Linked DNA regions of Mus musculus: regions 1, 2 and 4 are each linked to region 3. Evidence: chromatin contacts called from public HiCAR-type, HiChIP or PLAC-seq and promoter capture Hi-C data. All regions are on one chromosome and are shown on one strand. Each heading gives the region's core, a stretch centred on a gene start, on an enhancer-like site or on the middle of the called end of the contact. The rest is flanking DNA. Distances are from core to core; before and after follow the strand shown. Region 1 overlaps Fat1 (FAT atypical cadherin 1). Region 2 holds the start of Mtnr1a (melatonin receptor 1A). Region 3 has its middle 200 kb from the start of Gm30397. Region 4 overlaps Fat1 (FAT atypical cadherin 1).

Region 1 (2,817 bases), core at 103-2,602, 430 kb after region 3:
CTCCCACTTGCCACTGTGGTGGTTTAAAATGAAAACGAAAATGTGGGACTGGAGAGATGGCTTAGAGGTTAAGAAGTTGTGAATTCAATTCCCAGCAACCACGTAGTGACTCACAACTATCTATGTATAATGTGATCTGACATCTTTCCTAGTGTGCATGAAGACAGCATACTTATATAAAATATAAATATAAAATATATATATATATATATATATACACATATATATCTATAAGTCTTATTTATGTTTGTCAATGGCTGCATAGTTCAGGCTTTAGAAATCTGTATTGGGGGCTGGAGAGATGGCTCCAGAGGACCTGAGTTCAATTCCCAGCAACCACCTGATGGCTCACAAGCATCTATAGTGGGATCTGATGCTCTCTTCTGGTGTGTCTGAAGACAGCTACTGTATACTCATATAAATAACAAATAAATAAATCTTAAGAAAGAAGGAAGGAAGGAAAGAGAAAGAAATACTGTATTGGATTCTTTTCCATCTAAAATTTCCACCCAGTAAATTGTTCTCCTATATCTTTTGCTTTGAGTTTTAACGTATTTTTAAGGCTATAAAGTTTCAAGTAAAAGATTTGTTAAGAACTGAAGATCCCTTCCTTGAGAATTCTAGTATAGGAAAGGAAACACCTTCCTTGCCCCGTCTCAGTCTCTTCCCTGACCAGTTCCTCCTTTCTCTTTTGACAAATTGCTTTGTAAATATTTCCATATACATTTTGTATAGGAAGTTAGCATTCATACCCAAGGCTCACAATAACGTTTGCCTCTTAGTTCTGGTAGCTCTTTGTCTAAAGGTTGCTCAACCACTTTACTGACTGCCCCTAGGGCTTATCTTATTTTGATTTTCCTTAATGTTTCTGATTCCTAGAATGCTTAGCCTGGCACCAAAGGAAGCACCCAATTATTGTGCTAAAAAGGAAGCAGGGGGTGGTGGGTCACACCTGTAAAGCCAGGATTCTGGAGGCCTAGGCAAAAGGAACCCAAGATCTGGGGCAGCTAGGGATATCCAGTCTCCCCAAACAAAACTGAAAGCAGCCGCTAACTCTACCACCAAAAAACAAAACAAAACAAAACAAAAGGTGCTGCTTTTCCCTGTGGCCAGCTCAGCTTTTTCTTTTTGACCTGTGATATGACAACCCTTTACTAGAGCCCATGAAAGCACAGCCTGATGATACATTTGGAAAAGGATCGTGGCATTTCTTGAGTTCCTATGTAATTCCACAGGTCACTGCACAGTTTCCAGTTCAGCACGTCAAATGCCTTGAGTTAGGGACCAGTCAGAGCCCTCAGGTTGGGAATTTGCAAGCTTTCTGTTGAGTCACTAGGAGAGGCGCCTTCCTGGGTTTGTGCCTAATCAAGCACAGCTGTTAAAAGGCGGAGCCTGGGCCTGGGGCAGCTGTAGAAGTGACCTGGAGGCCACTAAGTCTTCCCTTGCTTGCTTCTGAGGTCTTCTGAGTTGCCTGGAGCTGTCTTAACTGGGACAAACCTGCTGAAGAAGTTTGTGCCTTTACCAAAACCACGGTTTCGAAAGCCTAGTGGCCAGAGTGCAGCTGCCTCAGGCCACCTTTGTATTGAAGCAGCTGGGATGCCATGATAACAGGCTGGCTGGTCCCCCTAGGTGTAACTGCTTACAAGCACCAGGAAAGGACCTGTGACAGCTGTCAACCAAGAGGTCACGTCTTCTGGCCCTTCTACAGCTTGGCTTATTTATTTGTTTTTTTAAAAGTATACATGAAAGAGTGCTTGCACCGAACAGACTTATAAACATTGTTAGCACTGTCACATTACCTAGACCCCTCACATAACTTAGACCCCTCACCTCTGATCTGTCTTACCGTCGAGGGCAAGAGCTTTGTGTCTCTCTCAGAGGATACATTTGGGGAGGCCATTTTGACAAGCACATTGAGTAATAATGCAGGCAGAACAACTGGGGAACTCTGAGCTGGTTAAATATTACGGCAGCGTCACCGGGGCCTAGCAACTTAATTTTCAACTTTAAACCATCAGAAAAGCCATCAAATGCAAAAAGCGTGTGCTGGTAAACAAATTAATTTTCGGAAGTCAGGTTGAACACAAAGATGTGATTTTGGGGGGGTATTAGGCAAAGCTATAAAGTGACAATGACAAGGGTTCTTCATCTCCGGCTGAACTCTGTGAACTGAATTCTAAGGACGGAGTCTGAGGATTGGAGGACAGAGAGTGGTGGCCCCCACGCCAGAACAGCGGAAAACGTTGCATTTGTAGGGCAAATGTTTACAAGCCTGGATTTTGATAACGGATGTATTCGTCATTGAATTGTATCTTTAGCTTTTTAACCACAAACATATTCTGAACATTGTTGAGCCACATGTTGGCATGTAATTTGGAACAAGAGGCTATTGAAAGCAGCAAAAATGACCAGTGCCTTTTTAAGTTATTTAAATTCATTCTGAAATCTCCACTTTCTCAGTTAGCCTGGCCACATTCCAGCTGCTCAGCGGCTGGGCGCAATTAGATGCTACTGTGTTGGGCAGTGGGAATTGAGAGAATTTCAGGCTAAGAGAAACTGCTTTGGATAGTGCTTTATAAGGTCAAAAGCTACAGTGGCTCTTCTTATTATTGTAAAAAGTAAAAAATGTAGCCAAAGACATGGAAAAGGAAATAAAGTAGGATTAGGTGACTGCCCTGCCCCCACCCCCTAACCCTCTGCTGCCTGCCTCCCCTTCCTGGTTTTAGTCTTAAAGGAGAATGATAGGAAGATGGTTGAAAGTCAGTTTCCTGCCATGTAGGGTTAAGCCGGTGGCTGGCACACACTCAGGACCTTGCC
Region 2 (2,700 bases), core at 197-2,696, 500 kb after region 3:
CTGTGCAGAGAGCCCTAGGTCAGTTGATGACCTAAGCTCATGGGTCTTTTCTATGCTCACGATGATGGGGTTCGGTCCCACTCTCCCTCTCATGCTCACTTAGTGAGGGGGCCCTTCCTTACCTCAAGTTTAGAGACTCACTTACCCACATTCCCTTAAACATATCTTCCTGTCCATCACCGATTTCCCTCATTGCTAATTTAAAACATTAACCTTCTTAATTCTGTGCTTTATTCTCGGTTTAGATGAAATCTCGCACATCCCAGGTTTGTCCTGAACAGCGGAGGATGACCTTGAACCTCTGATCCTTTGCCTTCCCTCCTGGGTGCTGGGGTTACGTGACTGAGGTGCCACATCCAGTTTATACAGCACTAGAAATGGAGTCTAAGATTTTGCAAATGCTGCACAGGAGCCCTAACGACAGAGCCACACGCTCAGGCCCCTCAATTCTGCATTGCATTTCTTCTTGAAATTATTGATGAACACAACCATTTTACTTAATATGATTTGTTGAGACAGGATTTTATACAGCAACACTGATTGACCACACAGCTCAAGATGCCCCCAAACTGGTGTTGATTCTCCTGCCTCAGCCTCCAGAGCTACGACACATTGTTTAATTTTAATACAGATTTTAATATTGTCATGTCATGCTTTTCTGGTATTCATCTTCTTAAAATGTATTTTCTTCATTTTTCTTCACTCTTTCAAAGGGACTTTGGAAATGCTTAGGAATTGGACAGCCATAAAATATATGGAGAGCATGAAAATTTAAGTGTTCAATATGAGAACATCATATGTTTTGTGTAAGTCTCCTTCCCCATGTTGAAGAAAGTTTTGGGGTTTTGTTCCATTCTGTACAGAGCTGGCTAATGCACTTCCCAGAAATCTTACACTGTGGTTCTACGTCTGCTTCTATTATCTCAAGTTTCTGTTTTCACTGATAGTTTCAAAAGAACATATACACCTGTCATCTGCAAATATTTACATTTTGTTTCGTTTAATTGCCAGAAACACCCAGAACAGACATTAAATCGTGCTATGCCAGACGGAAAGGGTGTGATTTAATATCATTATTACTTTATTTTTACACATCATTGACTATTAAAGTTGATGAGTTAGATTCTATTTTCATCTTCATTTTCCGGATAAGACATCCAGGGCATCTAGTCCTGGTTAGGATTCAAGTTCGTGAATCGAGGCCTTCCAGGGTGCAAGTTTCCCTCCACTTGATGCCTCCACGTGTCTCACCGAGTCTCGCCACACGGGGGCGCAACGTGCACGCACTGTGGGACCTCCGAGTCCAAGTTGCTGGGCAGTGGACAGCAGGTGTCAGCAGGCGGCAGTGGCCAAGTGCAGAGAGGGTGTCCTACCACCGGGAGGGGCTGGAGTGGGCAGGACAGCCGCGAAGCAATCATAAGGATGCAAAGTAGACGCGGGAGGGCCATAAAAAGTGGCGGAGAGGGCTCGAGCAGAGCTGAGCAGTTGAGGGCTCCGGGGCGACAGGACAATGGCCCTGGCTGTGCTGCGGTGAGGCACCCAGGGGACCATGAAGGGCAATGTCAGCGAGCTGCTCAATGCCACTCAGCAGGCTCCAGGCGGCGGGGAGGGAGGGAGACCACGACCGTCCTGGCTGGCCTCTACACTGGCCTTCATCCTCATCTTTACCATCGTGGTGGACATTCTGGGCAACCTGCTGGTCATCCTGTCTGTGTACCGCAACAAGAAGCTCAGGAACTCAGGTAGGGGCTCCGGGCACCTTTCCCAGCGCTAGCCCCATTGCGGGACACTGAGAAAACTTCAGAAAGTCCGTTTCTGAGAAATGAGACTTTGGATAATTTTCTCTCCTTTCTCTTGACCCTGTCCCTCTATAAGATGCCTTGACAAAGATCATCCAGGAGTCTTCAGTTCTTAGAGATGTAAAACTCTGTTCCCTCCCACAGCATCTCTTTACTCATCTAGATCAACGAACTCATCATCAGTTGTTTGGATTTGCATAAAATCCATTTCCCCCAACTTCGCAAAAATAGGAGAAGATGCAGAAGCCGCCAAAAACAACAGAGCTACTGCTTGGCTTTTGTTATCAGGTGTGGTTTTCAGCTAACAGCACCAAATTGCAAGGTAGTCTGGGAAGATGCTAAGAATGCTGAGGAAGCACCTTTGTTCCTCAAGTCAAATCTGCATTTTAGAAGATGAAAACTGTAGCGAGAAATGCATTTGCATAGAATATAGGACTAGAGTTAATTCTGTGTTTGAGTTACAGTTGGGGTTCCCTGGAGCAATGAGCTGACCTAGTTACCCTGCGTAAGAGCGTAAGAGCGGGTTGGTCGGTTCTCCCTAAGCTTTTTTATGCCTTCAAACAGCGTCAAGGTTGCTTGGATTTCTGTTCCTGGTTTGGAAGTAAACTTTTGGTAGAAGGGTAGAGGGGAATCCATTTGCTTAAATAAATGGCCCCAAATGATATTTTTGTCCTAAACCAGGTAGCTGGTGAAAACTCAAATTCAGGCAGCATGTGGCTCACCTTTGGCCTAGCTTCTGCAACGCTTCGGGCTGTGCAAAGTACAAGAATTAGTTTGAAAATATCTGATAATGTGAATTCAGTTTGGCTTAGAAAACGGGATGACTTCCTTTCACGGATGATCGGCCTAAACTAGAATCCAGTCTTCAGAATTCAATAGCTTGGTGGTTGTTGTTTGTGGA
Region 3 (2,760 bases), core at 64-2,563:
AAGAAAGTGGAAGACAATTAAGTGAGCAGGAAAATTAACCAGAGACATGTATAGCGATCGGCAATAACAATCTCAGCCAATCTGCGAAACTTCAGAATTATAAATGAACCAACAAGAATGAAACTTTTTTTTAAAGCATTTACAGTATGTTCTGGGAAATGTAGTTCAGAATACGTAGTGCATCATTCAAAAATTTGCCCTGTGCCTTATATTTTCAGGAGGCCTAAAATTATTTTCATGTTTTTAAATGTAAAAGCAACATAGACATGGAAAATGAATATTTCTCTTTAAAAACTATAGTTCCAGATAAACTCATTATTAAAACATTTTCAGATGTGTGTTTGTGCGTGTATGTGAGTGTGTTTGTGTGTGTGTTTATGTGTATTCGTGTATGTGTGCGTCTTTGTGTGTGTGTATTTGTGTGTACATCTGTGTGTTTGCTTGTGTGTGTATTTGTGTGTTTGTGTGTGTGTGTGATCAAAGAGGATCTCTACAAAAATTGTTCTACTTTTGATAAATCAAGTATATTTTAGAGACAAGAAATTATTTGAATGATACTCAATTTCTTTCATAATGGAATTCTATTAGTACAATTGTCTGGAATCCCCAGCCTCCTAAGACCCACAGTTATGACCTTTAACTCTACAATTCTACATTTCTACTGAATGGTCAATTGGTTAAATAGTGTGCACACTGAGGGATTGTAGACAAAAGGCCGAAGAAGGGAAGCTATTTGAGGGTCAGTTAAGAAGAAGTACTCAATTCCTGACCAGTTGTGGATAGCCCTGGGGTTAATTATATTTGATGTTAATTCTGTTCTCCAGTAAGTGGTTGTGAACAAGGAGTGAGTCAGCACTCAGGTGATTTCCTGTAAACCTGCTTCCCACCCTAATTTGTAAAATAAAGGAGAGCTGATGATTGGGCAGATAAAAGGGAAGGTGGAAAGGAAGGTGAGGAGAGAGAGAAGGAGGAGAAAATGGAGAAGTAGAGGACGCAGAGGAGGAGGAAGAAGAAGAAAAGTGGAGCAGAAGCACATGGCCTGGAGAAACCACAAGTTCTAAGGGGTCTCATAGATGTGGAAGACGTTAGTGTAGCGGTAGATCTGCCCAATCTAGGCGCACAGCGTGTACTCATATTAATGGAGTTGTGTTTTCATTGCTGGGGCATATTTGGGTGGAGATTTACAGCAGCACTGACCCACTTTGGTTAAACCTGTTTAAGATGCTGATTAGCAAACCACTAGGAAATAGCTCATAAAGAAGGTTCAAGGCGGTATGGATAAAGAGAAACAGAAGGCATGCTGCTCTCTTCTGTCCCCGGGAGAAGAAAACAATGGCAGAAATCCACAGACAAGTCAGAGGTGACCCAGATATCTCTGAGCAGGGCTAGTATCTCTTTGTCTGTCTCTCTGTGTCTCTGTCTATCTGTGTGTGTCTGTGTTTCTGTTTCCCCCTCTCCCCCTCCCTCCCTCTCTCACTTTCTGTCTTTATCTGTCTCTCTCTCCCTTTTTCTCTCTCTCCCTCCCTCTCTCTCCTCTTCCTATTCCTCCTGCTCCTTCTCCTCCTCCTTCTTCTTCTCTGTCCTTCCCCCACCTTTGCTCTCAAACTATAAATAGAACAGCTCCCAAACTTTTTGCTTTTCTAATTCAGACAATTTAATTATAGTCATATTTTTAAAACCACAAAGCTCCCCCCCCACCAAAAAAGCCCCTTGAATTAAAAAAAATAACTTGGACGTGCAATGTCTGAAAAGACAGTAATTCTATGTCCCTGTGTCTTATGCAAGGTTCCTCCTTCTCCTCACATCCTTCTCTGCGTACACTTCCATCTATCCACCACCTTCCACAGACTCACAATTTTCTTTCTGATTCCTGGATTCCATCTTAGTACACAGGGTGGAAGACCAAACTTAAGAGAAGAAATGAGATGCCAGTAAAATGGCCATATCTAATTTTAGGTGCCCAGCTACATACAAGAGAACTGCTGCTTTCTGTTTTCTGTGAGCTGGTGTTTTGTGTGGCTAGAAAAAGCACCATGCTCCCCAAAGCCTGCAAAAACTAGCATTTGCAACCTCTATGAGTACAACCAACCCACAACCTCTTAAGCTTTCTTATGAAGCTAATAATATGTATTATTTGGACAGTCTTGATGTTTAAAATGGAATCAATTTCCATCAGTATTTTCTATTCTTAAATCTCCTGGTCCCATAACAAATAAGTTTCTATTTTCCTGAATTGAGCTTTCAACAGTAGGTGTTCCCTTCTGTGCATAAATATCTTCTGCAAAGTAGAGACATGCACTTCTCCTATAAAAAACATGTTTTATGTCTGTGACCCTTGGGATTCTCACTGTAAGTGCTAATCAGAGGAAAGTTTGTGGGAACACATACTTTGAGTTCTGTCTTTGCTATTATAGTCTCCCAAGACTGACTTGTGTACAACTGTTGAACTCTGAAGAAAGACAAAGAGGGCAGGGTGGCTTGTTTTATTTATTTAGCTCTACCTATGTATTTTTAATGCTAAAATGGCATAACTCTCATGATTTCAAAAACTAACAAGTGGTAAATAATATATTAGAGGCATTTGAGAAATTAAAAAGATTCAAGTAGGTAATAATTCTTTGGGAGTTCAATTTAATGCCTCTAGAGCATTTACTGTTGGTCTAAACAGACAGTTTTAATCGGTATTTTAAGATATGTTGTTTATTGCCACATATTTCTTGAGGATTAATGTCTGTATTTTGCAGTTTGTACAGAATCAGC
Region 4 (2,700 bases), core at 126-2,625, 410 kb after region 3:
CCGGTCTGGGTAGTGCTGGAATTATTTTATTCTTCATTTTTGAAATAGTCATATAGTAATCTCCCGAGTAATGGTTTGAGGATTTGTGATTAAGTCAGGGCCTCTCACTGAGCCTGGAACTCACAGAATGGGTAGCACTACCTGGTCAGCAAGCCCCAAGACCCTTCTGTCTCTGCCTCCCCAGCCCTGGGATTTATAGGCATAGACTTCTGCATGGTTTTTAATGTAGTTATTGTTGATCTGAACCCAGGTCCTCATACTCACCTACCAAGCGCCTTATCAATTGAGCTACCTTCCCGGCCCTACCAGTCTGTTCTTAACTTCGTCTTTCCATGTCTTAAGAGTTGTAGTTTTTTGGTCTCTGAACTGATGAATCAGCAACAGCTTTTCTTAGTCTTCGAACTGAGCTCACTGTTTTCAAGAGCCTTGATTGTTTCCTATCTGCTTAAAATAGCGTCCTCCAGATAACCCGCCACCACCAAGGTTGGGAAATCTTGGTAGGGTGGTTTGTTTGTATGCTGCCTGCCTAGATTCCCTAACCTTGATTACTTCTCTTAGCACCCATTTGCACGCTATCTTTTGTCATTAAAATATCAAATTAGAACTCCTCAGTTATGTAAATAATTTCATTTACCTAAGAAAACTGGGAGATCAGAAAACCTATGCAGGACCCCTACCGGTGACCTCTGTTTGAACAAAGGCTCCCGGGTCTGTGTAATCAAACCTTGCAGTGAATTGAGATCATTGGAGATAGCTGAAGTAATCTGAGATGTTTGCTAGCATAAAACGTGGTGGTCAGGGTTTCTATCTACTAAGTAACCAAGCAGTGTTTCTGAAGCAGTCCATGACTTGCTTAGATTCACCCAGAAGTGTTTGAATTCTGATAAATTTTGGGATTTAACAGCAAAAATGAGTATTTTGGATAGTTCCTGTACATTCTTTCTTTTCAATATGTAAGTAACTTTGAGTTTTTTTAAATTGAGAAATTGCTTTATTAAAGTTAAAAGAAAAAATCCCTGCCACACATCTGGTCAAAAGTTCTAGCCATAAAAGAAAGAAGGCGGTGGGAGCTGACCCAGCCCCATTAGCACAAGTGTCCAAAGCAAGTGGAATTTTTATTTGTTCGGTTGGCACTCCGTTCTCGTGGAACACGCCTTACTTTTTTGCACAGCTGAATTGCGTATGGATCTTAGATTTTATTTTTAGAGAATCAGTTGCCGGTCCTTTTCTGCATTTAAATTCTGTTTTGTAGGAGCCCGAGCGGGCTCAGGGAAGGGGAGGCCTGCTCCCTTCTGCTCTCTTCCAGCTTGTGCACTCTAGGACTGGGAGACAACTGGCCGTCTTGGCAGGAGCTCTGTGTGTGCAGTGAGCTGGGCGGTCTGGAGAGGGGCAGGCCCGAGCTCATTCCATTCCTTCTTTAGCAAGGAGCCTGGGAGGCTGGCACAGGCCCGCCTGTTTCAACTGACATTTCACTCCCTGAATGGGGCTTTGTCTTCATACTGAAACATAACTTTTTCATACACACGCTCTAAGCGGTCGTTAGTCGGCTTAGGGAAACCTGTACGTTGCCCTCACCTTTTACATTCTTGAGATTTCTTCAGTGTGTTGATAAGGCCTTCAGTTAACCCTTAGTGAAACAGTGCTTTAATTCATATCAGTAGAGATACTTCTTTGGCACAAGTTAGAAAATGTCAAGTGGAGGAACTAATTAATGTCTGCCCACAGTTCTAACCCCCCAGTGCCTCAAGATGGAGCTAGGCCGTGATTATTGTGTAAGATCATGGGAGAGAGCTGTGATCTACTAAGATGGTAAAATTCAGCGTTCTCCTTCTTAAACACTTCTTGACCCTGCTGGTCTGGCGAATGAATTTTCACTTAATTATTTCCTCCCCGAGACCCCGTCTTTCTCTTCTGAGTTCCTTGGCCGCCTGGCACATGGTAGGAACTTCATGTTGGTCACATGCATTAGGCCAAGTGGCATTCTTGTGAGCTCTACATTATTTCCAGCCAAACTCAAGATTCAATAAACAGCATGAGGTGCTGCTGTTGACGAGGAAGATAAAGCATGCGGTAGTTTTCAAATCTCTGATAGGTCACCGCTGAGGACTGAATTCGGACTGACAGGGAATCTATTTCTTTCCCAAAGCGTTTTTTTCTTAATTTGTCACTTTTGTTTTTTGTTTTTTTTATTTTTGGTTTTTCGAGACAGGGTTTCTCTGTGTAGCCCTGGCTGTCCTGGAATTCACTCTGTAGACCAGGCTGGGCTCGAACTCAGAAATCCACCTGCCTCTGCCTCCCAAGTGCTGGGATTAAAGGCGTGCCCCACCACACCCGGAAATTTGTATAAACTTAAAACTGGCTTATGATTCAGAACTCAGGATCCGATACTTCCCGCTTAATATTTTAACATTAGTATTGTATTCCCAGTTATCTCATGATATCTGTCCTACTATTAATACAGGATATCATTTTAGTGTGAGTATAGTCTGCGCAACGTAGGGAGATGCTGTGGTACGACGTATAGTAACTTTGTGGTGTTTGTGGTGGAGCGCTGCAGAGTTCTCTTCCGTTGCAGGCTTTTCCTTCTTTGTCTTCGTGGGATTCACTCACCTGTATCCCCTGAGCCTCCTTAATCGGCTCCTCAGCCTTTAGTTGGGTTCTTCAGGTCAACCATGTTGCTTCTCTGTCATAGTCAAGGGT

The links. Promoter capture Hi-C pulls out the DNA fragments that hold promoters and counts their contacts. HiCAR-type assays count read pairs that join an accessible place to other places. HiChIP or PLAC-seq counts read pairs in DNA pulled down with a chosen protein or histone mark.
Region 1: an H3K27ac HiChIP or PLAC-seq map of embryonic stem cells shows a contact between it and region 3, with 2.5 times the contacts expected there. The contact joins two enhancer-like sites. A contact is called at or near these places in 1 of 115 datasets of contacts at active chromatin or transcription factors (embryonic stem cells) and 1 of 9 other capture datasets (embryonic stem cells).
Region 2: a promoter capture Hi-C map of embryonic stem cells shows a contact between it and region 3, with 2.7 times the contacts expected there. The contact joins the promoter of Mtnr1a here to the enhancer-like site in region 3. A contact is called at or near these places in 4 of 39 promoter capture datasets (embryonic stem cells and stem cell-derived epiblast-like cells) and 1 of 115 datasets of contacts at active chromatin or transcription factors (embryonic stem cells).
Region 4: a contact with region 3 is called in a HiCAR-type map of embryonic stem cells, with 5 times the contacts expected there. The contact joins two enhancer-like sites. A contact is called at or near these places in 1 of 115 datasets of contacts at active chromatin or transcription factors (embryonic stem cells) and 1 of 9 other capture datasets (embryonic stem cells).

Annotation. Positions count from the first base shown.
Region 1 is chr8:45,000,404-45,003,220 of GRCm38.p6, forward strand. All of the region lies in intron 2 of Fat1 (FAT atypical cadherin 1), which reads left to right. Among named protein-coding and RNA genes, the nearest start is that of Fat1, 52 kb to the left of the region's middle. Within about 2 kb of position 1,353, at least 113 of the 459 cell types and tissues checked have an H3K27ac peak or open chromatin away from gene starts, as enhancers often do. A contact at or near this core is called in embryonic stem cells, where this site is marked.
Region 2 is chr8:45,067,661-45,070,360 of GRCm38.p6, forward strand. It overlaps Mtnr1a (melatonin receptor 1A), which reads left to right and starts at 1,447. Exons shown (of 2, transcript NM_008639.3): 1 at 1,447-1,742. The coding sequence starts at 1,550.
Region 3 is chr8:44,568,603-44,571,362 of GRCm38.p6, forward strand. No RefSeq gene overlaps it. Among named protein-coding and RNA genes, the nearest start is that of Gm30397, 200 kb to the right of the region's middle. Within about 2 kb of position 1,314, at least 3 of the 459 cell types and tissues checked have an H3K27ac peak or open chromatin away from gene starts, as enhancers often do. A contact at or near this core is called in embryonic stem cells, where this site is marked.
Region 4 is chr8:44,978,871-44,981,570 of GRCm38.p6, forward strand. All of the region lies in intron 1 of Fat1 (FAT atypical cadherin 1), which reads left to right. Among named protein-coding and RNA genes, the nearest start is that of Fat1, 30 kb to the left of the region's middle. Within about 2 kb of position 1,376, at least 130 of the 459 cell types and tissues checked have an H3K27ac peak or open chromatin away from gene starts, as enhancers often do. A contact at or near this core is called in embryonic stem cells, where this site is marked.